2 separate regions of the Mus musculus genome follow, and region 2 is linked to region 1. Evidence: chromatin contacts called from public promoter capture Hi-C data. All regions are on one chromosome and are shown on one strand. The core of a region is the stretch at or near the end of the contact, and the rest is flanking DNA. Distances in the headings are between cores, read along the strand shown.

The links. Promoter capture Hi-C pulls out the DNA fragments that hold promoters and counts their contacts.
Region 2: a contact with region 1 is called in a promoter capture Hi-C map of hematopoietic stem and progenitor cells. The contact joins the promoter of Angptl7 here to the promoter of Fv1 in region 1. A contact is called at or near these places in 2 of 39 promoter capture datasets (hematopoietic stem and progenitor cells and pre-B cells) and 1 of 9 other capture datasets (liver).

The regions. Positions count from the first base shown.
Region 1 is chr4:147,867,485-147,870,433 of GRCm38.p6, reverse strand. Fv1 (Friend virus susceptibility 1) reads right to left here and starts at 1,455. Exons shown (of 1, transcript NM_010244.3): 1 at 76-1,455. The coding sequence starts at 1,455. The coding sequence ends at 76. It overlaps Miip (migration and invasion inhibitory protein), which reads left to right and starts at 1,715. Exons shown (of 10, transcript NM_001025365.2): 1 at 1,715-2,065.
Region 2 is chr4:148,498,980-148,501,798 of GRCm38.p6, reverse strand. Angptl7 (angiopoietin-like 7) reads left to right here and starts at 1,337. Exons shown (of 5, transcript NM_001039554.3): 1 at 1,337-1,858. The coding sequence starts at 1,510. The region is part of intron 28 of Mtor (mechanistic target of rapamycin kinase); the gene reads right to left.

The DNA of each region.
Region 1 (2,949 bases), core at 206-2,705:
AGAAAGCAAAAAATCATCTCTGTCCTCTGTCTCCACTGCGGGGGGGGGGGGGGGCTCCTCCTGATTTTAAGCTCTTTAACTGTTGCTTTGATGTTTCCAGGGAGAGAGAGAGAGAACCCCCACAGAGCCTACAGAAGTCAAGCCAGCTGCTGTTGGCTTTAAACTTAATTCTATTAGATCATGCAACTGAGCAGCCACGCTCCCCACTGTTATGTCCTTTATACAGAGGAGGCTAAATACAAAGCTCTTCCAAGTCTCTCTAGTTTCCCGGACAAAAGTTATCCTCATAGCTCTCGTGATGGGTACATCTTCCGGGCCCCTCCACTGTGGACAAGTAGCTTTTACACAAAGCCACTCTATCATTCCAAGTTCCCTAAGCCTTTCAATCCCATCCTCAATAGAATACCACTCCAGGGTGTCAGGCGACTGCAGCTCTCTTGTAGTAGGCCATCTCTGGACCCATGCTTCAGCCAACCAATCAAACAAACTCTTCACACCATTATCTTCAACAGTGCGGGCTATGACATTAAACTCACTATCAAGGCTCAAAGGACCTAAACTGAGAAATTCAATCTGATCCAGTATTGTGAGCCTCCCACCATTATCCCACACCCTTAAAATCCATTTCCTAGCATGTTCCTTTGCCTTTTGGCGATTTGAGTGAGCAAGTGAATTGAGTTCATGATTAGTATGGCGGTGTTTCTGACTTGTAAGGTCAGACAGAGACTTGGGTCTGGTGACAGGTTCAGAAGTAACTAAGGATGTTGAAGACTGGATCTGAGGGGCATCTGCTTTGTCCTGCTGGGTGCGTTCTTTAGACAAGGCATAACCACTTTCCTCAGACAAGGATGGAGAGGCCAAGACAGTGGGCAACTCAGCTTCCTCAGACCCTTCAGAATCTATGTCCTCCCACACATCTCCATCCCAGGTTACCGGATCCCATTCTTTACCAATCAGTGCCCTCACCTTATCTGCAGACACTTTCCGGGCAGGCTGACACATGACCTGGGATTGCACATCAGCTAACCTCACAATGAGGGCTTCAGTCTGTTTTTCCCCAACTTCAATCCTGTGGCGGTAGGAAAGAAGAGTCTCCCCCAGGACACACTTAGAAGCCTTTAGATCATTTATGTGCATTCGGAGCTGGGAAATTTCATCTCTGAATTGGTCCCTTTCCTTTGTTACTTTATCCAGAAATGCCAGAAGCAGCTCGCCAACTGCGTCATAGTCCCTAATCTTGCAGAAATGTTCAAAAGTATGGTACACAGAGTCATTAAGTTCCTTACCGCTCGAAAAGGATGAATCGGGGAGATCGGCCACATTTATCTTCTGCAGCAGCTCACGCCATGGGTTAACAGTGTCATTATCCGGAGAGTCATTATCCGGAGAGTCCTCGGCAAGTTCAGGTTTGAAGAGCCAGCTCGAGAAACCAGCAAGCGCACGTGGGAAATTCATCTTCAGACTTTTGTTTCCCTAGAACTCGGCTACTGCGTCCTACAAGCCTCGGATCCAAATTCCAGTTCGTCCCTGGCAAAAGCACTCTGGGGAGTTGCTAGTGTGGGGTCCGCGTGAAAAGGTCAAAGTTGCCGGAGTCTCTAGCCCCACCTATCCACTGCCATTAGAGACTTTACATCCGGAAATTGCGTAACCGAGTACTACTGACCAACCAGAGCCTGTCCTCAATTTGAATTGGTAGAATTAGCATTAACAGTTAACCAATCAGCAATGAGGTCCCATTAGCCCCTCCTTTCCATATTGAAACTGCCGCTTCCGGATGCGAAGAAACAAATATAAGGCGTCCTGGCACTGTCAATTGGCCGAGCAGGACAGCGGCGGAGGCCCCGCCCCAGCCTTAGCCAATTAGGACAACCACTGGAGGTTCCGCCCCTGCTGGAGGCGGATTCCCCGGCTGCTGGGAATCTGGGCTTTCGGGCGGAGAGCGTTGGCGTCCTTTTATCCATGGCAGCCGCTGATCTCGGGACCACAGAGGCGTGCCTTCGTCCCGCTAGACCGGTAGAGAAGGGGCAAGCGCCTAGGCCCCGGTGTGCACCCTGCCTGAGTGCGCGTGAGTGAGATGCTGGGGTCTTCTCTGCTCGCCCCCTGCAGCCTGCTCCGAAACCCAAGTCTCCAGGGGCCTGTAGGGTGGCAGGGCTGGGAAGGATAGGGGGGTCTGATTCGGCTGGAGGAGTCTGGGCTGGGGTTGTAAGAGAAGTGGGAAGTGCTTCTTTATATTGCAGACATCTCTTCCAGAAGCAAAAGAAAGTGTCTGGAGAGACGGCTCAGTGCTCTTAACCACTGAGTTCAATTCCCAGCAACCACATGGTGGCTCACAACCATCAGTAATGGAATCCTACGCCTTCTTCTGGTGTGTCCGAACAAATAAATAAATCTTTGAGAAAGAGAGAGAGAGAGAGAGAGAGAGAGAGAGAGAGCCCCTGAGTATAATTTTTGAGGACCAAAGCTGGCCGGAGAAGGGGTGGGGGTGGGGTTTGTGTCCCAGTCAGGGCCATGCTTTCCTCCGTGCAGACCCTTCATAGGGAGTCATGTGTCAACAAAGGTTTATTTGCCCCAGAGCACAGCCAACAGAACAGAGAAACGATTCCACCCAAGTGTGGCTGGGTGAACCAAGGAGTGTACGTATTGGGGTCATGACCCAAAGGCAGCTACATCACTGACAGTCCCACCGAGCACGGGTTCTGATCCACCCCCGCGCAGCTTTCAGGCAGCTCCATCTGAGAATGCTCTCCCCTGGACATAGTTTAAATCAACCTTGTGGAGGGAGCTCTAGGAATTTGCAGCCTTCTGAAGAGATTCTCTCCTCCCACCATCAGGGAGAAGTTTGAAAGTCAGGGGAAGTAGCCACTGCACAACAAGCAGGAACCTACATTTTGGTTCAAACCCTGCTTTTGACATTTAGTAGCTGTGTGACCTTGGGATATACATGCAAAT
Region 2 (2,819 bases), core at 88-2,587, 630 kb before region 1:
TCTGATGCTGAACACTAATAAACTCCACAGAACCAACAAAGGCTCTACAGCCCTGCTAAACTAGCTATTCCCTGAGAAAACTAAGAAAGAGCAGGGACTAGCACAGTGCCATCACCCAGTCAGATACTCTGAGAAGGTAGCTAAGAAGATGTTAGTAACAACCTGGTGCCCAAGGAGGCAAAAAAGACAGGAGTGAGAGGAAACAGACAGTCGTCTGTCTGAGCACCCAATGCTTATATTCAGAAATGGGTCCCTGCTAAGTAACTCCAGCTGTCTGAGCAGAAATCACTTTCCGAGGAGCCAGAAACCCATCTGGGAAAGACTCTGAGGGATCAGGGTAGGCAAAGCTGTAGGACCCACACTATAAAGTCAGACAGAGCTCCTGCCATAAGGACAGAGGGACCTTTGTACAGTTATAGGGAAAGTTCCATCTTTTACATGATTTCAGAAGAGCAGTGCCCTTCAATTAAAGGTATGAAAGCTGCCATCACCCCGTTTTCTCAGACACTGTGTACGTAGGTATAGGGGCCAGCATCAAGCTGCAAACCACGCTGCAGGCACAGAGGGAATCGAGCCTTCTGATCTGCATGTACTAGGGAATCTTCTCTCTGAGTCTGAGCCTTGGGTAAAGGTCAGGCCCACTCACTGCTGCCCAGACAGAACCTGACAGAAGTGTGGATGACCAACCCCAGACCACGCCTGGCATGGCTGAGACTTTCTCTCTGCCCCAAACTATGACAACTCCTTGTAAATGTTGAAAGATCGTTTTAGAAGGAGAATGTGTAAAGAGGAAGACAGCCCCACAGATGCAAACCACCTGACGCCCAAGGATCAGGTTCAACAGGATTTTGAAGAACACCGAATGATGGCCAGACAAAGCCCTGTTAAGACTCATCTCAGCCCAGATAAACCAGGACCTGGAGTAAACAGCATGCATTACCTTAGCCAGCCTCCCTGGCTCAGCAGTCTCCAGTCCAACTCTTTCTTGCTACCTCACCCTCAATCTGTGTTATATAACCTTCAGACAGGAGTTGGGAAAGTCTTCCACTCTGCCTGTCTGCTGATAGAGCTGAGCCAGTGGCTGGCAGGCCATAATCTAATAGGCGCAACTGGAAACAAGTTCACAGCTCCTGTCTGAGCCCAGAGACTGTACAGACGAGGAAACAAACACTGCCCTGTCCCCCTCCTCCTCTCCTCTGGCCTAGGTTTACGCTGACTTCACTCAACAGGCACCTGACCCTCCCAGATGAGGTGGGAGGGGCTTTAGCACACAGGGCCCTCGTAGGGGTGGAGGTACAGCAGCAACAATATTTAAGATGCTGCCTTGGTGGGGTATTCAGACTAAGGAAGGAAAGAGTTCCATTTCAGAATCTCTAGCTTTAAGAAAGGCTAAGCAAGCACACAGAGGAAGGAGATCACGGGGAAGGAAGAAAACTGCCAGTGTGGGTCAGAGAAAGAAGCTTCCTACTTCTCCAGGGACAGACTCTAAGGGGAACAGGCCTGCACACCATGCTGAGGGAGACCTGGCTATGTGTTATCCTTGTAGCCTTTGTCAGCCACCCAGTGTGGCTGCAGAAGCCTCATAAACGCAAGACACAGCTCAAAGCAGCGGGCTGCTGTGAGGAGATGAGGGAGCTCAAAGCCCAGGTGGCCAACCTCAGCAGTCTGCTGGGAGAGCTGAGCAGGAAGCAGGAGAGCGACTGGGTCAGTGTGGTCATGCAGGTGATGGAGCTGGAGAGCAGCAGCAAGCACATGGAGTCTCGGCTCAGCACTGCCGAGAGCAAGTACTCTGAGATGAACAACCAGATTGACATCATGCAGCTGCAGGCTGCGCAGACCGTCACGCAGACCTCGGCAGGTAAGTGCTGCCTCCACACTCCTCACCGTGCGCCTGCTCAAGGTCTCCTGGCCCCAGCTCTGCTTCTGGATAGCCTGCTCAACAACTTCGGGGGCTTTTGGGAATGTACGATCTATGATTGCACAAGCTTTGGGCTAGTGATATCCTGCGAGTTTAGCCAGGACATTTGAAGAAAACCTTTGTATTCAACAAAGGACAGACTCCTCGTGTTCTTCAATTCTGATCTTCTTTCTCCCATGGTGGCTAATAAAATTCTTCCAAATAATAGAGAGAACAAGTAAATGTAATGCTGAAGTGCTGACCTTTTAGTGGCTGAAAATAAGGAAGGCACACGCAGTGAGTTATTTGAGAAAAAAACATTCAGTTGTTGGTTAACTTGGCACAGATGAGCTAATAAATGAATCGCTGCTCAGATGAAGATCTAATTTTCTGAGGTTACTGGAAAACATTTGGAGTAAGTATATTTTATAGATGAAGCATTTCTTACTAATGCTTACTGCACAATAAACCAAGTCAAGAAGACATGATTAGCTTCTTGTGAGTAAGACCTTGGCTATCATTGGTTCAGACAAAGAAAAAGTTTTGCTGAAAGTTAAGCCTGAAAAGTCTGTTAGCTAATTAAACAAAAACAAATGATTTCAGAGCTTGGGCCTCCTGACCCTCAGTTTGAAAACAGAAAGTTAGGGGTTCTCATTTACCAAAAGGAGGGAGAGAGAGAGAGTGTGTGTGTTCATTTGTTCTGTGAGATGGAACTGGTCATGTTGGCCAGGCCAGATGCACGCAGGGCTGACTGTACCACTTCTTGCTCCTAGAAGTCGGCTGGGAGGAAGGGCAGGTATCCTCATTCCTCCCCCCCCCCCCCCCCCCCAGCACGCTCTGCAGAGGAAATAGGCACTTTGGCATCTCCCACTTTCATCTATGCTCCCTAAGTCTCCAGCCAAGGGGCACCAAGGAAAAAGTC